Regions from separate parts of the Mus musculus genome. Here region 1 is linked to region 2. A link is a contact called in public promoter capture Hi-C data. All regions are on one chromosome and are shown on one strand. The core of a region is the stretch at or near the end of the contact, and the rest is flanking DNA. Distances in the headings are between cores, read along the strand shown. Region 1 holds the start of Trim52 (tripartite motif-containing 52). Region 2 holds the start of 4930518C04Rik (a long non-coding RNA gene).

Region 1 (6,075 bases), core at 233-2,732, 2.2 Mb before region 2:
GGCTTTTTTTCTACCTTACTGAAGAGCTCCAGGGTTTCCTCATATTTAGAGCACAAGCTTTGCAAGCTTCATGGAGTATGGCAAATCTGGCGAATTATATGGACCATGTTGGCCAGCTGCAAATTGGGTCGAAAACTGCGACTTGGAAAAGTCCTTCGGCATTGCGGGCAGCTGAAGACCTGTGGTGTGGGCCGAGGTAGAGAAGGAACCTGGGCATGTGGAGGAGGAACCTGGGCATGTGGAGAAGGAACCCGGGCGTCTGGATAGAGCTGCCGACGCACAGGCGGATGTGGGGGACCACGGTGGAAGATTGGAGGGTGGCGGTGGCGATGGCGGTAGCGACCAAACCGATGGTACTGGTGGCCATTGTGGGGGGGTTCATCTCTCTCTTCTGGAAAAACCCTAATTCTCAGGTCATGAACCAATCCTTGTAAACTGTTCCTGTCTTCTTCCTCGTCATCCCACTCAGAGTTTGCATTGCCCTGATGCTGTCTATGGCTATGACCGACCCACTGTCCTGCATGTGCTCTGTGCTGCTCCTGCTCGGTGTACCTAGGAAACAAAACCTCCCGGATGACGCGCTCCTGCACAGCAGGCTGTTCCCGGTCCTGCTCATCTTCCTTGCCCCACAGCTGGGTCACACACCCTCGGCAGAAGTTGTGCCCACAGCCAATGGACACGGGGTCCTTAAAATAATCCAGACAGATGGCACACACTGCTTCTTCCCGAAGTGACTGCATAGGGCTGGGAGGCCGTGTAGAGGTGGCCATCTTAAGAGCACAAAAGGTCCTCAGAAACTGAGAGGCCCTCGCTGCCCTGCCAAGAAGCACAAAGCACGAAACCACAAGTGGAAGGTCTAGCCTCTACCACCCAAGAGCACAAAGGTGAGAGGACTCCCTTCCCTGCCAAGGGGACCAAAGGCCCCAAATCTCCCTGCCCAGGCAAGGACGCAAAGGCGGTAGGCCTCGCAGCCAAGCCAAGGGGCGCTGAGGACTAAGACCTCCTTGCTGCCCTGTCGTTGGGCGCAAACGCAGTAGGCCTCACTGCCTAGCCAACGGGCGCTGAGGACTAAGGCCTCTTCGCTGCCCTGCTGAGGGGGCCGTAGGCCTTGCTGCCAAGCCGATGGGCGCTAAGGACTCAAGGCCTCCCTACCCAAGCAAGGGGGGTCCCAAATGCGGTAGGCCGCACTGCCCACCCGACGGGCGCTGAGGGCTAAGGCCTCTTCGCTGCCCGGCTAACGGGTGACAGGAGCGACTCCAACAGGTTTTGTAGACGACTACAACCTGCTGCCACCGCCCTGGCCTGGGCTTCCCTGGCTTCCCTGAGGAAGACCAACTCACGGCACGGCAGCCGTCGCTCCGAAGCCAGAAGGCGCTGGCACAGAAGCACGCAGCTGACTGGAGCCTCGGGGAAGCCCCGCACAAGGCAGCAGCCAGCAGCCTCGGCCCACCTCTGCCTCACATGCCCGGCAGCTCCGCTATAAAAGGCACCTGGAAGTGACGTCAAGGCGCTCTAACATAGGTTCTTCCTGCCACCCCGCCCCCATTGCCTGGGGGCGGGGGCGAAGGGGGGGAGTGACGCTCTGGCCCCTTGGAGGACCTCCGTCTTAATGGTATTCATGCGAGGGGCCTAGGGAAAGCTAGAGTGGTGGAGAGCGTGCCAGGTCAGAGGTGAAAGGTCAGGAATTCCAGACACACTCAGCCGCAGAGTAACTTTGAAACTCTTCTCGGCCACAAAACGCATCTCTAAATCAATAGATAGCCAGATGAACACAAAAATTAAGTAAAAAACAGACGGGTGGGCCCAGAGTCCTAAAAAAATAAGTCCTAAAAACGCGTGTTTCGAAAGCTCGATGGTGGTCTTCATCCTCATTATCATTATCAACGCAGTCATCGTCATCGTCAACTGCTTCTCCTCACAGCTAAATACCATTTCCCGGCAAAATTTCATATTAGTACTCCACTCTAAGAAGTGTCTGTTATCTTCTCCCAAATAAAAATGGTTGTTACAACACTGATAAATATAATTAAGTCGTGCTGGAAAGAATGTTCCAGACTGGGAATATGCAGCTGCAGTGAGGAGATATTTTGGCACTACCTGCATCATAAAAAGTTAAAATGATTAATAAGTGTGGAACTGGTCTGCCGAGAAAATTGCAAATTCCTACATGACTTTTAAGAGGCATATTGAGTGCATGACAATAGAAATAGATTACCGGTCACAAAGAAGTTACTTTTAACACTTTCAGAAATGTAATCTGTTTGTGGGTTTTGGTTTCTTGGGGGGGGGGGGGGGACGGACACGTTGTTTTGTTTTTATCAATTTTGCAAAACACTCAGCATTGTTATTTCCATACTGAAGTCAACATTTTCAAATAATCACATTTTATTAATATGAAAACCTAGATATTCGAAAGGATGTAAATTGTTTATAGTTTACAAATGAAGTACACTCTTGTTTCTTCCTAATATCTTATTTATATAACTATCCAGGTTTTTAATTAAATCACAGCAAGTATTACCCCAAGAAAGATAACAGCCACACTAACTTATAGGCTAAATAACAGAGGCTAAAGAAAGGTAAATAACAATAAAAAATATTTTTAAAATAATAAAAGCAACCATAAAGAAAATACAAGATTCTAAAACACCCACTGACAGCCTGAGCTATCCATAACAAAAGAGTTGAACTTCTACAAGAAATAGATACATAATTACAGCACAGCTTGGCCCTTCCTGAGTAGAAAACTGAGGTTTACCTACTATAGAGGCTGAATCTGAGAAAAGTATAGAAAACACAGGACACACAGAATTCTCTTACCAGATGCACATTGAAACATGAGAACTCTCCATCCTTTTTTTTTCCCCCCCTAACTCTAATGACAGTGACAGACCCTCCTGGAAGGAAATGGATTTAATTTTACTCTAGAGAATCTAAATTAAAGAAAAAGATCTGGGTGGAAAAATAATACCAAACATGGTCAGCAGTTCACTTACCAAACAGTGGAGGAACTAAGTAGGAAGCAGCTTCTACCCCACAAGTTAGATAGTTAATGACTAATTTTCACATACTTATTGATAGTCAAAACTCTCTAGGTATTTGAAACAAGTTTCTAACACAAAGCAGAAATTTTTTTTAAAGAAAAGAAACAATTTTGGATAAAATAATGACATTGGGGGAAAAAAATCAAGTATGTGTGATTACGTTTAACTTCTAGCCCACAGATACTGATTTTACCAAATAAAATGAACTTATTAAAAAGGACATAGAAGTTAGAGGGCCTGACAGTTAAAATCACAGGCTGCTCCCACAGAGAACTTGAGCAGTTCCCAGAAAACACATCAAACAGCTCAAAGCCACCTGTGACTCTAGTTCTTAAGGATGAACAACAACCTCTTCTGACCTCCACAGTCATTTGTACTCATGTGCACATGCCCACAAAAAAAAACCCACATATACACATCATTTGAAATTTAAATATTAAATTAAATATTTGAAATATTTTAAATTGAATATTAAATATTACAATAAATTTTTTAAAAGTAAGACCTTTGGGATAGCATTGAAAATGTAAGTGAGGAAAATACCTAATAAAAAAAATTTTTTTAAAAAAGAAAAAAGAAATACAGACAATGAAAATAGACATGGAATAGAAAAATGAAAATAACAATTAGACAGTGATACATACCCAATTAAAAGATAAGAAAAATTAAATATTTTTTAAAAATGGATAACCAGTACAAGAGGAGAAGACAGAAGAATTGTAAAATAAAAAATTGCAGAAATAATTCAACAAAATATTCCAAAATTGAAATTAAGAAAGAAAAATTCAAAAATGCTCAGCACAGGGAGGTGCAGGAGAGGCCTACTTCAAGGCTTATTGCTTTAAAGCTTATGACATAAAGAGAAAACTTCCAAAGAGAAAATATCATAATGGAACTGTGGAGCAGTGGTACTAGGTACCAAATAAAATAAATAATTTCAAAATTATGAATGAATATTGTTCCCATCCCATACTTAATCATAACCAAATTGGAAATGCCCTGTGGGAGTAAAGGCATTTGCTGGCTTAAAAACTAGCTATCAACTTGATCTCCCATGAAACTGTTACTCAAAAGTTAATAGAAGACACAGTACCACAATAAGGGTGAGGGGAAAAAAGTGTAAAACTCACACATAGACAAATTGACGGCATGAAATGACATTTTAATTCCTGGGATGATGAATTAGGGAAATCGCAGAGCAATAGATGACCTGCAAATGGCCCCGCTGAGTAGTAAGTTTGGATCAGGTAAGAAGAACACCTCTTTTGGAGGGATGGCTTCAAAAACACGGAATTAACAGGTATGTCCAAAAGTTGAGATACTGAAGACATATGCACTTCAGCAGACAATTTAAGGGTGACTTACTGAGAGTTAAATACAAAATAAAGCAAATACAGCATATGCACAGAGAGAATGAGAGATTCTAACTCAAATTTTAACCGTTGGAAAATAGGAATATAACAACTTTAGATTATCTTTGTAAGAAATATTTAAGCAATCATAGTAATAAATAAATAAATAAATAATAAAAAACACCTTTGTAGATATTGTTTCACCTCGATAATGAGGTTGTATTCTACCATGTCTGGACAGCTTTCCTGAGCTCAGTACAAAATGGAGGACTGCCTTTTCTTAATGGGGCTTCCTTTTCTTAGCCTGATCTGGGAAAACCAGCCCATATTCTACTTGGAGAATAACACACAACTCCTGGTGAAATTACAGGCTCGACTTCTTCATGCAAATGAGGTATCCCCAATATCTTAAGCCTCAGCCAATGAAAATTCACCCCAAGAAAAACCTGTTCCCACTCTCCAAGGTTCATATATATAGCCCTGGTTCACTCAGAATAAAATGTATGTGTACACACCCACCCCTAATAAAGGTATGTACACAAGCTAAGATCATGTTAGAGAGCTGTTTCATTGAAGATCATTAGACAAGGCCCACATCTGAAAGAGCAGTAACACTAAGATCCTCAGAGAAGGCCTTCTTTCCCCTCCCCACCCTCATTATCTATTGACTCCGTCTTAGTCAGGGTTTCTATTCCTGCACAAACATCATGACCAAGAAGCAAACTGGAGAGGAAAGGGTTTACTTGGCTTACACTTCCATACTGCTGTTCATCACCAAAGGAAGTCAGGACTGAAACTCAAGCAGGTCAGAAAGCAGGAGCTGATGCAGAGGCCATGGAGGGATGTTACTTACTGGCTTGCTTCCTCTGGCTTGCTCAGCCTGCTCTCATATAACCCAAGACTACCAGCCCAGAGATGGTCCCACCCACAAGGGGCCTTTCCCCCATGATCACTAATTGAGAAAATGCCTTACAGTTGTATCTCATGGAGGCATTTCCTCAACTGAAGCTCCTTTCTCTGTGATAAATCCAGCTGTGTCAAGTTGACACACAAAACCAGCCAGTACAACTCCCAACCCAAAGGGGATCCTACGGAACTCTACCTGTTCCATTCTCCATCCTTCTCGCCCGGTTTACAGTGACATCTGGACACACTGAGAAGGATGAAATGGAGGGTACAGAACCACATCTGGACCCCGAAACACATACTGCAGATGTATTAGAAAGGAAATCTTTGTCCTTATTCTACTTGCTACTATATGATTTTATTTAACAGCAATATTATGAAACAAGCTTATCAGGACACCAAGCCTGGTGGTGCATGCCTATGAACTCAGCCCCAGAAAAGCAGGGAAACAGAAAATTCAAGATCACCCGAGGTACATGGTTGAGATATTAGACATATGGGAGGGGAAAGTGGACAAAGGGCCAAGAAATCATATAAGCATGTCGTCTTTTTCTTTCTTATGGGTAATATTCTGATTTGGAACAAGCTTAAAGCAATCTTCACTTAAAAATTAGCCAGGTCCTCTGATTTGCTTCTCAGTTGCTGAGATAAAACACTGCTCTATTCTCCAAAGTGGAAAAGGTTTATTAGGGTAGAGCACAGCATTAAGGGAAACCAAGAAAGGAATCTAAGGAGGAACCTGTAGGCAGAAACTAAAGAAAAGACCAGGGAGA
Region 2 (6,589 bases), core at 1,381-3,880:
ATGTGAAGGAAGAGTAACAGCGACAAATAAAGGAAATTTGAAAATTCTCACGCTTTTCACCAAAAACCAGTAAAATGGGAACAAATCTAAAAGAGTAAAATAAAGAGATGGATGCTGAAGAGGGTAAACACTAGTGAAAGAGATTAAGGCAAGCAGAAAGAAAGTTCCTGGGTTCAAAAACCATAAGAATTACTGTTACTGTTAGTGTTAAAACCCAAAGCAATCTACAGATTCACAGCAGTCCCTGTCCAAATCGCAAGGATACACTTTACATAAATAGGAAAGCAATATTAAAATTCTCATGAGGCCACAGAAGATCACAGACAGGCAACACAATCATGAATGAAGCAATAGTAGAGGTATTATGCTACTCTGTGCCCGATCTGATGAAGCTATGTGGTCACAGCAGTGTTTCCTGACACAAAGTCCCACAGAAACAGAGCAGAATGCAGAGCTTAGCAAATAATGCCTCACACCTGAGGCTAGTGAGTCTCCCTCAGGACACCAAAATACACAGGGGGTGGGGATGGGGTGGGGGTGGGGATGGGGTGGGGGTGGGGATGGGGTGGGGGTGGGGAGTCTCTTCAATAATGGATACTGGGAAAACTGGGTGTTGTTACTAAAAAGAATGAAGCTGTACCCATCTCTTTCAATATGAACTCAAAATGGATGTAAGATTAGACTGTAGGATCTGAACCTACAAAGCTCCTAAAAGAAAAATATACAAAAAAAAAAAAAAACCTTCACAGTGGTCTTGGTGATGGTCTCTTTAATAAAATATCATAAGAATGGGTAATGGAAGCAACAAAATAGGTAAGTGGGTTGTATCATAAAAAATAACAGCAGCAAAAATACTTTTTGCATAGCAACCAGAATGATCTACAGAATGGCAAGAAACTCGAGGGGGAGGGAGAAGCTATTTGCAATCCTCATATCTAAGAAAGAGTTAATATCCAAGATATGTAATGGATGCCTAAAATGTGGTGACAATCCTACAAGTCTTGTCACCTCCCTGATGTATCTGCTCAGCTGATCCTGTGTGACTGAGTGTCACACACTCACAACTGAGCTATGCTCACTGTCAATCTTCCTCCTTTACCAAGAAAATGTCAGCAGGGCCTTGGACTGTTCCAGAATCTTTGGTATTCATATCTTACATCCAACACTCCTCATCTTTTGAGTAAGTCTGGAATTTAAGCTTCTTGCAGTGTAAGCGTCTACTTCAACTCTTTAAATATGCATATAAAATATGTCTTTGTTCTAGTATTGATGATGAAAAATAACAAAAAAAATGAAAAGTTCTTTTTGAAGCTGCTTCAATACGCACATGCACCTTTTCTTTCTGTTCACATTGTTGTTGTTATTGTTGTTGTTGTTGTTTTTATAGTATTCAACAATTAAATCTGATGTGTTTTACAAACTCATTAGAAGACTGAATTTTTTTCATCAGCGTCAGTTCTTAAAAAATTCTGGAAATTCATGTTTATACAAAGCTTGGAAAAGCAGAGGATAAATACTAGGGAAACATTCCAGTCGACTTTGCGCAGGTCAGAACCCCAACATTTTTTTTTCTAACATCGTGCCCCTTGTTTATTTACAGCCGCAGATACGCGCTAGCTTCTGGTGCTGGTGGAATGAATGCGCTGACCTCACACACACATTTCTGCCAGTGACGGTTTGAAGATGATAAAGTAGTCCAGAGCAAATATCTCCACTCTCTGATAGCGGGAGGCACTTTGTGTACAAAAAGCAATGGTCTGGAACAGAGTCAAGCTCTAGAAAGCAGGACAGTCGTTTCTCATCATAAACACATTATTCCTGTCGAGTCGAAGGAGAATGGTGGAGGTAGGGAAGGCTTTGAAAACAGCATACACGTTCCTCATGACTTCCCTTGTGAACAGGGGCCTCAGATCAGCCTGCAGTGGACATCAGAGGGATTCACGTTACCCCACTGTGATGAATAATGAAACACAATGCATAATTGTCCGCAAGTTCTTAGAACCTCCTCAGACCCCAGCTACCGTGCAGAATGCATTACCTCAGGCTCCACGGGGTCACGAGGGAGGTAACCAAGAGTCGGGACGAGTAAATAGACAGTATTGTACCAAACTCCTGTCGCTATGACAACCCTCTAGAAATGCCGGACTCCCATTTTCTCAGCTGCTTTTACTGCTCTGAGGAGAAAGAACAAATGGCCTTTGCAAGCGGCAACCCTGGTTAGTCTCCGACTTTACAGCTTCACCATAGACATGCCCACACAAGTCACTTTCCTTCTCTTCGTCTCCAGCAAATATCGTCAAAATATTCTTCTCATGTGAAAGGTGCTTAATCTTTTACAAAATGAAGTAGTGATGCAGGAAATCTCATTAAATTGCATTTACGTTATAACTGATAGAGATTTTAGCAGCGCGGGCTGAATCAAACTTTCACACTTGAGGGGCCAGCGAGAGTCCTTTCTCTTCTCAGTGTGAAGGATTTAAGTAGCTGAAGGCATCTCTGTGGTGTGAGAGTCTGGTGGGAAGCAGCAGCCTGTTACCCTGACACTGCATCCAGGCGCAGGAGGGGTGTGAGGCTTAGGGGAAATGAGTGTGGTTTCATCTATTGGGCAACTTCTTGTTAATGAAAAGTATGCAGTGCGGCCCGTGCATTAGCTCAGAGCACAGAAGATTCGAGGGTCACCTGACTTTCCAGTGACGCCCCACATAACACTCTCAGCCCTCCTTAATGCAAAACATGCATGTATATTTCCTTTCTTAAAATTAGTAAAACAGTTTTTTACTTATTGCTAACTCTGCCATTCAACATAAATTATATGAGGCCGGAAAACGTTTATCTCCTGTAACTTTCTTTTTCCCGGGAGCTCAGAATGGCATAAAAGTTCAAGGCATATCTACTGAATAAAAACAAGAGTTAATAAATGAATCTTTCAACACTTTGTTCTCAGCCATAGATAGGAGGAAATACTATATATGATATAACATTATTCTTAATACCAAGTATGACATAAATTTGAAATATTTTATGAAGTAAATCTGCAGTTAACATGAGCTGTTATAATTACTCAATACCAAAATGTTCAAAATCCAGAGAAAATATAAAACTCAAGAAGAAAAATAATTCTTTCATAAAACAAGTTATATTTCCTAACTAATGAACTGTGGGGTGTGTGTGTGTGTGTGTGTGTGTGTGTGTGTGTGTGTGTGTGTGTGTTATGTGGTGTGTGTATGTGATGTGTGTCTGTGTGGTGTGTGTGATGTGTGTGTGTGTGTGTGCGCATGCGCACACACATGCACTCTCACAAGCATGCCTGCCCGTGCACTGTCTATAGACCACAGGACTACTTGCCAGAGTCAGTTCTAACCTTTCAATGGGGCCTGAGAACTGAAGTCAGATCAGGATCTGACCCAGTGGCAAGTATCTTAACTCACTGAGTTATACAACCAGACCAAGAGGATAGATATTCTTAATGTTGCTTAATATACCAGGCTTGTCATACATAGGCTTCTGCTTTATGAGCTAATAATAACATTTAAAAACCAAAAGAGCGTCTGAGAGTGTAGCTCAGTGGTAGAGCCCTTGCCTAGAATCTATGAGGTCCAATGTTTCAATCACCAAAACACACACACACACACACACACACACACACGCACACGCACACGCACACGCACACGCACACTGAAGAGGTGGGGATAAGAAGGAAGGAGAGAGAAGGAGATTGTCATTTTACATAAAAGGCAATTTCTTGTTTAGATACAACTCTTCATGAACTTAGGGATGAACTTGAGTCATGTTCATGACTGTCTTTTTTGTTTCATATTTAACTAAAATGCATTGGATGAGAATCCTAAGGAGAAACGAATGTCAGGTGAGGTAGAAAAGGGCCATCAGGGTGGTGTCCTGAGAAAAGTGGGGCCTGCAGGCAGAGGCAGCTCACCCAGATGACCTGGCTCAGGCTGCAAACTCAGATGAACATCTACATAGCTCCACAGAGGCAAACATCACAGCAAGGAGGAACAGCAAAACAGGGCCAATCAGCCAGTCATACTAAAAGCTAGCCTTCTAGAAAAGAATTTACAATGTGCATTGAAGAATATTAAGCATTATGTTGTGAGTGTTCTCTTCCTGGGTCAGTTGCACTTTTCAGATACACCTGCCAGAAATGAAGTAAGTTTTGAACAATAGAGAATTAGATTTGTGTTGATTTAATGAGAAATGCTTTTTATTTGTTTTATATATATATATATATATATATATATATATATATATATATTTGTTTTCTGTGGCAAGTAGTCTATTGGAAGTTGATTGTAGGCAGTAATTTAGTACAGAGCAATAGCTGGCCTATTCTCTTGAGCTTGTATTCTGGATTATAAATCCAACTTCATAGTTGGAGAGGATGCGCCTAACCCCGCAGAGACTTGATGTGCCTGCCAGGTGGGGGAATACCCAGGAGACACCTCTCCCTTTCAAAGAAGAAGGGTTATGAGGAAGGGACTGTGAGGGAGACAAGGAAGGGGCAACATTTGGGATGTAAATTAATTCATTAAAAAAATAAGGCCAACTCAAGGTTTAAAGAACTCAAGGTTTGAGAATTCAAGGTTTAACTAGAAAAGTGCTGATTGTGTCATGCTAATGATGGTTAGCCTTTGCTGCAGGGTCTCTCTTCCCTCCTACTCGCTATGTGGAGTTACTTAGCTTTCCCAGCTATAGCAGAGGTAGAGGAACTAGATTATAGAAAACATGGAAAGACAAAGGACAAGCTGAGATAATCAACTTGTAATACCTCCACATTTCTGTTGTCATTATTGTAAATGGGTTTTTTTTATTATACTTGGTTCCAAAATTATATTAAAAGACCCCTAAAAGTAGTTTTATTAAAAAATGTTAAAGAGCTAGAGATGGCTCAGTAGATAAGAACATATGTTGACCTTGTAGAAGACCCCTAAGTGAGGGTCCCATCACCCATGATGGATGGCTCACCATTACCTATACCAAGAGGTTTAGGGGATCCAAAACTCTTGTCTAGGCTCCACAGGTACCTGGACTCAGTGTTCAAATAGACACATAAAGACTAATTAAAATTTTAAGTTAATTTTTCCTCTTCCAAGTTAATACAGATGGACAAACATCACCAAAGATAATTTCCAGTTATTAAAACCCTTGTAAAATGTTGTTGGCGAGGGAAGTCTTTAAAACACAAACTAGGGTTGTTGAACTGCACTTTTTAGTGCATGCACTACTTAAAGGATTTCCTATGTCTTAAATAAGCTATATTATTTAAAAAATTTTTGCTGGCAATTTGGGAATTCAAACTATTGAGGTTACATAATTCTTTTCCAATACAGTTGATAGAAAACTGCACAAATGTCACAATTTTGGCTACATGGTCTCTAAAGAAAGCATAAATATGAGAGTATGAACTATAATTCTACTGTTGAAACAACCTTGGCTAGAACTCTGCTTATCTATGTTGAAAGACCATTTGTGTTAAAGAAGTTCCAAGATTTATTTTTAGAAGGCAACATGGAAAAAGAACATCCAAACAGACACTCATGAGCCATTTCTTCCACAATTTTAATTTAAAATTATCATTCTATGGCTTTTTGAGTTTGGCTCTTTTGAAAAATTCTTCTTCGAATTAGTCAAATTAGCTACTGTGAAGCCTAGTTCAAGACCAATTCAATTTCATTTATTAGACACTGTTAATTATGTCTATAGACACTTATTTCACTGTTAATTATGTCTATAGTTAGAGTGAGAGGAGCTCACATGGTAATAGAAACTAAATGGGTGGACTGAGAGTGGGAAGAGATGCTTCGCCAAGTCCATCAAGTGTTTTGGAAAACACAGGGCCAGCGCCAGTTCAGTTCCACAAAACTAAACAGTCTAAGGAATTCCTGGGAGCGCGGCCTGAGTCACTCTGCTGAGCTGCCACGGGGCCATGTCTCATTCATAGGCCGCTATCAAGAGTGTTGGCGATGCACTTCAGCATGAGTTACTTTTATGATCTGTGACCAAACACATGACAAGAAGCATGCACAGCTGTACCCTGGCTCCTGGTTTGAGGCATAAGGTCCATAATGGCAATTAAGGCATGGTGGCAGGTGGTCCCTGGTAGTGGGAACAGGAGGATGCCTCCTTGGAAGATCCCAGTAGATCAGGAAGTAGTGGCTCAGGTCAGAATAGGCCTGACTATAAACCATTAAACCTATTCCCGGTGATCCATTTAATTCAGCAAGGACTCAAATAGGAGCTCCAAAAATAGCACCTCCAACTGAAGATGTGTCTAAATCTCAGATAACAACTTGTATTTGTAAATCACACTGATCTTCAACAAGTGTAACAAGAATATGGAATACGGAAAAAATACTTTCTCTAACAAATAGTGTTAGGGTGTGGCCCTACATATTTCCTCTCTGCTGGGGGGAGGGCACCTGGGTGCCATCTGCACCCCACTGGGAGGAAGCAGGCCAAAGTCTTAAACAGGGTTCCTGGTCTCCTTTCTGGGTACCTGGGCACCACAGAGTATCAACAAGAGAGGGAGTCGGGAGGGAAAGTCAGGAATGGATGTCCACCGGTCTCTGCTTCC

The links. Promoter capture Hi-C pulls out the DNA fragments that hold promoters and counts their contacts.
Region 1: a contact with region 2 is called in a promoter capture Hi-C map of hippocampal neurons, with 4 times the contacts expected there. The contact joins the promoter of Trim52 here to the promoter of 4930518C04Rik in region 2. A contact is called at or near these places in 3 of 39 promoter capture datasets (hippocampal neurons, pre-B cells and stem cell-derived epiblast-like cells).

What each region holds. Positions count from the first base shown.
Region 1 is chr14:106,101,605-106,107,679 of GRCm38.p6, reverse strand. Trim52 (tripartite motif-containing 52) reads right to left here and starts at 1,482. Exons shown (of 1, transcript NM_198601.3): 1 at 1-1,482. The coding sequence starts at 770. The coding sequence ends at 69.
Region 2 is chr14:103,894,808-103,901,396 of GRCm38.p6, reverse strand. It overlaps 4930518C04Rik (a long non-coding RNA gene), which reads right to left and starts at 2,630. Exons shown (of 2, transcript XR_383716.3): 1 at 2,039-2,630; 2 at 753-1,916.